2 separate regions of the Mus musculus genome follow, and region 2 is linked to region 1. The links are chromatin contacts, called in public ChIA-PET maps. All regions are on one chromosome and are shown on one strand. Each heading gives the region's core, a stretch centred on a gene start, on an enhancer-like site or on the middle of the called end of the contact. The rest is flanking DNA. Distances are from core to core; before and after follow the strand shown.

Region 1 (4,319 bases), core at 1,545-4,044:
CCCTTATACTCTTCCTGTCATTGTGTTTTACTGGCTAAGCATGAAGGCCTGAGTTGTATCCTAGAACCCACATTAAGAAAAGCCAAGTATAACAGAGCACACTTGGAAATCCCAACACTGGAGAGTTAGATGCAGGCAGATCTCTGGGATTCACAAGTAGTACTCCGTGTGTTCTAGGCCAGTAAGAGTCCATGTCTCAAAAAAAGAAAAAAAAGTGATTGTTACAAGGATGCAACTCTGGCTTCTACTTACATACACACATATGTCCACATCCACATGTGAATACACACATACATACATACATACATACATACATACACACATACACAAATTACGGTCAAATTAATCTGTTCTGTGTGAACTATTTGTCAGACTAAAGATTGACTCTCTTATGTTTCCTGCTTTCTCTATGTGGAATTAGAAATGTGGCTTCCTCTCCATATGAGTCATTCCCAGATGCAGAGGATTAAAAAGAATTATTGGTAATTTATAACTCTGTATTTGTGCTTCAAAAGAAAGACCAGGTGCTATATAGATGGTGATGAGTACATGCTCTTCCTGTTGAGACCCGGGTTCATTTCCTTGCCACCATGTTGAGTACTTCTTAACTGCCTGCAACTCTAGCTCCAGGAGATGTACTCTCTTCTGGATTCCCTGGGTACCTGTACTCATAAGCACAAGCCTTTTTGCACATAAACAGATAATTTAAAAAATAAATAAAAGGACTGATGGACTTAAAACAAAAATCAAGGTGGAAATTTGTTATGTAGTATAAGCTGGCGTCAAATTCCCTCTGTAGGCCAGGTTGGCCTCCAACTCTAGCTACTGCTTTGCCTCCCAAATGCTAGGATTACAGGCCCGGGCCAAGTATACTCAGCTCCCAATGGCAGGAACATTTTAGTGAATGAAAAAGACATAATATCCTATATCAACTAAGCTTTGATTTAATTCTGTTTATGTCTAATATTTTACTTAACATTTTCATATTTAACTTGATTAAAAGGACTTATTCTGACTTTTAAAGTAGAAAGCTAGTTGTGTAGAGTCAATTTTTCAGATTGACTTCAGTTTCCATGTCTCCCTCAGTAAATACTTGCTTCATCAAATTATCTTCAACAAAATCATCCACCTACTGTGAATGTGCAATCAGTTGTTTATGCTATACATAAACTGTAGAAATTAATATACTTAAAAGAGATAATTCAGATATTTTTCCTTTCCAATAGGGCATTTTAATTACAGTAAATAAAATGAGTTTTTGAGTAGTCTTACCATTCTTTGTCCTTTAGTGTGTAAATTAGATACGATTGCACAGTCTTGGTCTTACTTAATGGAACTTACTCAATCCCATGATCTATCTAACTTGTGTTTATTTGTTAGTGTATTTAAAAGTCATAAATCCTTTTTCACTTTTCCCTTTATAACAACTCTTGATACCTAGAAAGCTGCAAGAGACAAAAGCAGTCTCTATATACAACTTGAAGAAATAAATACATTGATTTTTAATAAAAATAGAGTATTGTAAATATTGTAACAAGAATATCAATAAAGATCTTTGGAGACTCTCATGGAGATGATAATATTGGAGGCCTACTATGTGCAGGGTCCTTAATAGGACACATTTGATAGAGACCCTGTATGTATGTATGTATGTATGTATATATGTAATAAAGTGGCAGGTAATAAGAGGCACATTAGTGAAAGTTCTAGTTGTAATATATGGATGATTTTGTTGAAGATATTTTGATGAAGGAAGTATTTGCTGGGGTGTGGGCAGGGGAAGTTTGTTGGGAGCCGACTCTTAGCAGAAAGCAGCTATCATCTCTGCAGCCATCTTGGGCATTTACTTACAGGTGGTACTTTTCCACCCTGATGAGAGACTTGTTTTCCTAGCATGATGTTTTTGCAAGAAACCCACCACAGCTGAACACACTCTGATAACATCTTGTTTTTCTCCTACACATTCTGGACTTGTGGTTAACAAGTGGTACAGCTGCACTCCCCAGCTTGTACTTATATTGAAAAGTACTTAGTTACCTTCCAACAAAGGAGACTTGAGACTAGATCAGACCGACTGTCTTGTCTCCATTCTTCCTTCGTGTCTCTTGCCCTGCCATCCCCACTCTCTCCCTTGCAGACCCTGTTGACTGATCCGCAGACCAGGTCAGAAGTTAATCAAAAAGAGACAACAAATCACCGAGAGAAGCAAGAGCTGGGGAATGTCCCTTAATCGAGGAGGCAAGGCTCTAAACTGAGCAGAAATCTGAGAGTTCAGCCTTGAAGAAACACTCATTCAATAGACCCTCAGCCCAGGAAGATTAAGGCAGAAAAGAAACTGGGGAGTCATATGCTGTTTCACCTTCATCCTGTTGGCAGCCAGAGGTCAGAGGGCATGAGTACTGAGTGGTAGAGTTTTAGAGATAAGAGAAATGAGGAGAAAATACACAACTAGACAAAGGCTGGTAGAGAATGGGCCTGGGGAAGCAAGTAGGGAAATAATTAGAGTTCTTGGTGCTTAATTGAATTAAATTGGTTTGTTACTTTTAAAAACAATGTAGTTACATTATTATTAGAATAAAATGATTGCCTAGGGGGTTAATATTTCCTAATAAAATACCTTTAGTATTGAAATAAAATCTCTTTGTAATAGTAGAAGCAACTGTTAGATTTCTGAAGACAATCGATAAAGAGACCGGAGCCTGACCTCATTAGATGGAACTGTTTATTACCACACACAGCAAGGGGCAGCCTCTCTCCCTAAGGAAATTGAGGGGTCTGCCAAGATGAAAAGTTGGTAGAATAAGGGGCTTGAGAATGGGAAACTTGCAGCTCTGGGGGCTTATGTGTCTCTCCTTCACTCTGTCCTTCTGAAATTGTTTGCTCAACAGACATTCATGTCTGTTTCTTTCACTCAGCTGATTATTTCAGCTGATAAGGTGGAACAAGGTCATCTGTAATCACATAGGAATCCCTTTTTACAATAGAAGCTTTCTGTCGGCAGCCATTTCTCATATTTTTTAATTCTTGCATTAGCAAAATGTTGCAAAAATTATCATACAAAGAGTTTGAAACTAGAGTAATGCTGTTATATAGGAGAGGAACCAAGGAGATCCAAGTCCTTTTTGTCCACAGTATTGATTTCATGGTAAAAGGATTTATAAATGGACATTACAGGCCAGAAAGTAAGCTTTATTTAGAAAAGAACTTGAGTTGTGTATTTGGAAGCAAAAGTGTAAGACTCTGGCCAGCAGTAGCAGGTGGCCTTGCCAGACAGGACCTCATTGAGCAGGTGGTAGAGCATGTTACCTCTTTCGTGTTTATGGGTGGGCTTGATTATATTCAAAAATTTAAATTATTTGTGCATCTGTGGTTGACTAGGACTTAGATCATTCTCTTGCTAGTAGTAAGGTAGTCACATGCACTGTGCAGATGATCTTGGAGGCCATTATCAGACTCAGGGTAACAGTCACATGTTCCTGGTGGAAGGTGTGTTCATTCATTTTGTAGCTGGCAATGATTTAAAATGCTCCTCATTTGTGATTGAACAGAGCAGCCAGTTGATCTCATTAAGTGCAAAACAGAAAGAGATGTTGTAGTGGGGGAGTTCTCTTGTTTCTGATCCCTGACTCCCAGCTGGCTAATTGTCTCACCTCAGTTTTAAAGCTTTATAAACAATTGTGTATTTAACCTAGGGAAGATCAATTAATTTTCTGGAGTCTTCCTCAGAAATCAGTTCTTTGAATCTTCCTGTACTTAGATAAATACAAGGGACAAAGGACTCTGCTAAGACTTGTGCCACACCACACACAGTTGATATTGGATGGTTATTTTACTGATTTTATTAAAGCAGTTGACATTTACTATTTAACATGTGCCAGCCCATTGTGCTAAGACCTTTATAGATATTCATACACTTTATCCTAATAATAACCGTAGAGTGTGTGCAGATTTGCTAGCAGTTTGGAATGCATCAATAAGTTCGACAAATAGAATATAGAGCTTTACATTCTGGCAAGAATATTTTCATTGTTGCTGGAATTCTCTGTGTATTCTTGAATATTTTATCATGTTTATGAGCCATTTAGATTTTAGTCCTATCCCCTACAAACATTGCTGAGGTTTGAACCCAAAACCTTTTCGTGTAGGCACATTGTCTAAGTCCTTGACTCTAAGAATTTTTTAGAAAGATGAAAGCCCCTGGCCTAATATCCTGCCTGATCTTACTGGATTGTCTTTTGTTGCGGAATTCCTCCAACTGTATATATTAAATATATACAGTTGGAGGAATTCCATCTGTATATTGGATATATGCTGCTTGT
Region 2 (4,530 bases), core at 102-2,601, 44 kb before region 1:
AGCTGTTCCTTAGCAACCAGCATTTGTCTTTCTTGCAACAAAGAAGTCGCTGCAAAGCAGGGAAACTAAAAATAAAACCATTTGTACAGTTCTAATTCACAGAGGCGGCACTTCAAACCATGGTGCTGAGTGGGAAAAAAAAAAGCCCATTCCACCCCGTGCAAGGAGAGGGTCGCTGGTGTTCTACAAAGCTTGCTTTCAAACTTTATATGCCCCAATACAGGGGAACACCAGGGCCAAGAAGTGGGAGTGGGTGGGTAGGGAAGCGGGGGGGGGGGTATAGGGGACTTTCGGGATAGCATTTGAAATGTAAATGAAGAAAATATCTAATAAAAAATTGGGGGGGGGAGCTCGAGTTCAGGATGCCACCGTCAGTCCTTAAACAGCAGATCAAGAATAAACGCCTCCTATGAGTCCCTGCTTTGCTTAGCATGCAATCCAATCTTGAGCGTCTGGGGTCCTCACTCCCAGCTGTACTGATGGAAACTTTAAGTTAGACCATTAGAGAACTTCCAGATAGCTTTAAGGCTATCTGGACCCTCTGCATCACGCTCCTTCTTGCCTTTATTCTAGCATGGTAGTCCCATTTAGAGCCGCCACCCCTTTCTCTAGTAAAGAAAAACTTACTTTCATAAAGAATGAAAAGCCCAGGTTGCATGTATTCATCTTTTAATCCTTGAGCCAGTCTTAAGAATCAGTGGACTGGGGGTGAGAATCTGCTATAAAGGTCTGCAAACAGGCAGGTGCAAGGCATAATAAATCAATTCCTAGGTGATTTTAAAGAGGTAAATGATATATAACTCTTTCAAAATCCCTGTTATTAAGCCTCTGTGATTTCAAACTCCAAAGACCAGGAAGGTACCTGGGGCCTGATTATATTCGGGAACAGGACTTCCTGCTTCCAAGGCAGCTTGCAAATACTTACCTTCCCTGGTCAGCATGCCCCTGCCTCTCCATCTTGGGGCCCTCGGGAGCTGCCACCTCCAAACTCTGTCTCCGGTTTTGCTGCAAGCCCAGCTCCCTGCGCTGCCCAGCTCCAGCGTGGTCCCGAGAGATGGAGGAAGTGCCCAAGCCTGGGCCCACCACCTTACTGCGGGTGTACATGGTCCACAGCCCGTGGGGTCCTGGCCACAGCCTTTGAGGGACGGATGCTGGTAAGGGCTTCTAAGGAGGCTCGAGGAAGGGGTTCTGAAGAGCAAGGAGAGCGGTTTTAACAGCTGAGTTTCGATTTCTCTTTAACCACCCGCTGGGTTCAGAGAACTTCCTCATTCATTCTCTACCCGGACACCCTTGGACTTTCTCACAGGTTAGCTTCCTGGGCTGAGCCTGCCTCTAGCAAGGCTGAAGAACTGAGCTGGTTCACCCAGCTGCAGGTGATCGGGCTCAGGGATTCATAGCCACTGCAGAGAGCACCAGAGATCATTATGATGAGCCTTGGGAAGCTTCTAAGCTGGTGCAAAATAGCCAGAAACCTGGAGAAACTTGAGCTGTTTAAGGGGTGTCCCTGATTTGAGGTCACTGTCAGAAGCTGGACACCCGGGGACATATTACCTTGAGTCCCCATAGATTAGGACAATAACTAAAAGCAATGGAACAGAAAAAGAATAGTTCCGTTTGTTAGTTGTGGCTGCTGTTTGGCGGTCAGAGGAAGTGGAAAGTGAAATCAGAAGAAAGAAAAACAAACAAACAAACAAACAAACAAAACAGCAGAGCTGGAGAGGCGAGCTGAGGGATAGGCAGAGCCGAGGGCCTGTTAGCCTCTCTAAGTGATTGACTAAGCATTCAAAAACCGACGGATTGAATGCCGGTCCTAAGCACAGCTTCCAGTGATCCAGCTCTGTTGAAACGTTAAAAACAAAGACCAGGTTTACAAGACTATTTCCATAGGTCTTGGACTATGTTCTGGCATCCTTTGTTTGTTTAGTTTTGTTTTTAAGGTTCCAGAAAATCCTGATGTGACTGTGTGGCTGGGGTGGTGGTGGTAGGGCATTATGACAGGGCTTCTGCTATAAAATTATGTGGTGTGTACCCATCCAGGTGACGTCCTACGGCAGAGCCTTTCTGCTTGGCAACTGGCCGCCCAGAAGTTTCACTGTCTTGGTTTATTTATTATTGGTGCTTAGAGCAGAAAGACAAATGCATGTTGGATAGCTAATAAGAGAATAAAACTGAAAGGTCGTTAAGTGCAAGTGGTAAAATAGGAAGGGAGAAGGCAGTGGCCATTGGAGTGCATAGTCTGCTGCACACACCACAACGAGGAGGTGTTGGGGCTTGGTTAAGTGGGCCAGAGCGTCTCAAAGCTCAGAGAGGATTAGAACCACATGATGGGTGTGTTAGAACGGGTATGTAGGTGCTTACCCTAGAGTTCAGCTCTGGAGTGGGCCTAAGGAATTGCCCTTCCAACAGTTCTCAGTGAGGCTGATCCAAGACCATTCTATGAACCAGTGCTGAAGGCAATGTAGACGGCAATGGGGGTGGGCCAGCGGGGGAAGAACCGGCAACAGGGGGGTGGAGGCAGGGGCAGGGGGGCTCTCCATAGAGCTTGAGAAAGTCAAAGTGAAGGCGAGATGGAAAAATGAACAGGTTAATAACAGGAAGAAAAACTGAGGACCTGGTTAGTAAAGCTAGGCCAGAGATGTGTATTAGCAGTAAGGCCGCTGTGTGGGAAATACAAAGTAGACATTAAAACCCAAACCAAACTAGAGATAACATAGGTTAAAGAAAACAAACAAAACTAAACAAGCAAATGAACACCAGGGAGAACTGATCCATCCCCAGGGGCAGTGGAGGGAGGGAAGGGAGGCCTTACATCACTCTGAGATCATGGACACATGCTGGCCCCAGGGCAGAGGTAAGTTTGCTTTCTTTGAGGTCCCATTTTCCTCATCTGCACTGTGGGAGCAGAAGTCCCCGTCTCCACCTTGTAAGGTGTTGTGAGGACTAAGGAGATACTTAATATCAATGGTTGTCCGAGTTGAGTTTTGCCTCCAACAGACATTAGGCAAAGCCTAGAGGCAGTTGTCACAGTGGAACCTAGAGGAGGAAGGATACCTGGCATCTAGTGGGGAGAAGCCAAGACACCGCTAAACATGAAATAGTGTTCAGACAGCAGCCCCACAGGAGAGTCACCCAGACCCAAATGCCCATGCCCAGAAGCAGCCAAATCCTCATGATAGACCCCAACAGAAAGCTCCAGTCATGTCACAGCTGCCATGGTGACCTTAGGAGAAGGCCAGCATGACCTGCCTGGAGGCTGTACTGGGCCCAGTCATGAGTTCTTGGGGAATGTCACAGGAATCCTTGCTTCAAAGAGAAGATCCGTGGCATTGGATTTAACATTTGAGGAAGGGAAAAGGCAAGTTAGGGGAAACCCAGCCCCAAACCCCAAACAGCTAGTAATGGTGGTACTGATTTCAAAGATATATATTGTTTGATCCTATTTACTATACAACCCAAACCATACTCTACAATTCAAGTTCTAAACATGAGACTGAATCAGAGGCCCACAGGCAAGACAGAGATTCTTAGCCTGCTCACTGTTCTACCATGTTCCCTGATTAAACTCATATTTGTGATTCACTATGGCAGGAGGTGCCTACATGCTTCCTTAGGATATCCCAGGATGCCTTATCCACTTGCATGTGATTTACTCTCTCACCATCCATGTGTGTGTGTGTGTGTGTGTGTGTGTGTGTGTGTGTGTGTGAGAGAGAGAGAGAGAGAGAGAGAGAGAGAGAGAGTGAGTGAGTCAGCCTGGCTTTTTGCCAGGATGTTGGAGTGTATACCTCTGTAGAAATGGCTGATAAAAAGAAGCAGGGCTTAGGACTTTCAGAAAACTTGGGGTCCCCATCCCAGTTCCAACCAACCACTTTAACTCCTTCTCTCCTACATACTGACATGATGCCCTATTTTGTGTGCAAGAATTCTATGGCTTTTATTGTTTTAAAAACCACCATGCCACATAATGGTGAAGGAACATATTTTAGGGGACAGGAGACTGACCCAAAATCTAATGAAACTGTTATATTGCTTGAAATTTTACCAATTAGATATTCATTTAGGAAATGGCTCTCTTTTAAGATATTGCTCTCCTCGGGAAACACTCATTTACTTATTCCTTTGGGTAAATGACTTTAATATGAGCAAAAGACTTTCAGGGTTGAGAAGAGGAAAGCAGAAGTGGAAAGGGAGAATTAAAAAAAATATATGCGAAGAAAATGCTCTAAAATGATGAAAAATTCAGGAGTAAAGTGAGCAATTTTAGCTGACCCACCAAGCTTTAAAGAACAGGATGAAACTCAAAAGAACTTTCCTCAGTCTAGCTTGCATGGGAAACAGACCCACCCATGCCTTTCTCTCCTGAGAAAACCAAGGGATTTGATTTTCTAAGTTACCTTAGACTACCCTTTCATTGCTGTGTATGAGATTGTAAGATGCTTAAGCTCTGGATCCTCTCCTGATGTGTAATGTCATAATGAAAATTTAAAAAGGAAGGAAGAGATGGAGGGTGGGAGGGAGGGAGGGAGGGAA

What was found. ChIA-PET counts read pairs in DNA pulled down with a chosen protein or histone mark.
Region 2: an RNA polymerase II ChIA-PET map of memory CD8 T cells shows a contact between it and region 1, with 2.1 times the contacts expected there. The contact joins the promoter of Epsti1 here to the enhancer-like site in region 1. A contact is called at or near these places in 4 of 39 promoter capture datasets (the C10 cell line, cranial neural crest and macrophages), 17 of 484 Hi-C or Micro-C datasets (B cells, the C10 cell line, CD8 T cells and 10 more), 7 of 115 datasets of contacts at active chromatin or transcription factors (CD8 T cells, the SCID.adh cell line, bone marrow-derived dendritic cells and 3 more) and 3 of 9 other capture datasets (adipose tissue, liver and macrophages).

Annotation. Positions count from the first base shown.
Region 1 is chr14:77,859,061-77,863,379 of GRCm38.p6, reverse strand. All of the region lies in intron 1 of Dnajc15 (DnaJ heat shock protein family (Hsp40) member C15), which reads left to right. Among named protein-coding and RNA genes, the nearest start is that of Dnajc15, 14 kb to the left of the region's middle. Within about 2 kb of position 2,794, at least 36 of the 459 cell types and tissues checked have an H3K27ac peak or open chromatin away from gene starts, as enhancers often do. A contact at or near this core is called in CD8 T cells, CD8 central memory T cells, the SCID.adh cell line and 5 more, where this site is marked.
Region 2 is chr14:77,901,060-77,905,589 of GRCm38.p6, reverse strand. Epsti1 (epithelial stromal interaction 1 (breast)) reads right to left here and starts at 1,351. Exons shown (of 12, transcript NM_029495.2): 1 at 926-1,351. The coding sequence starts at 1,104.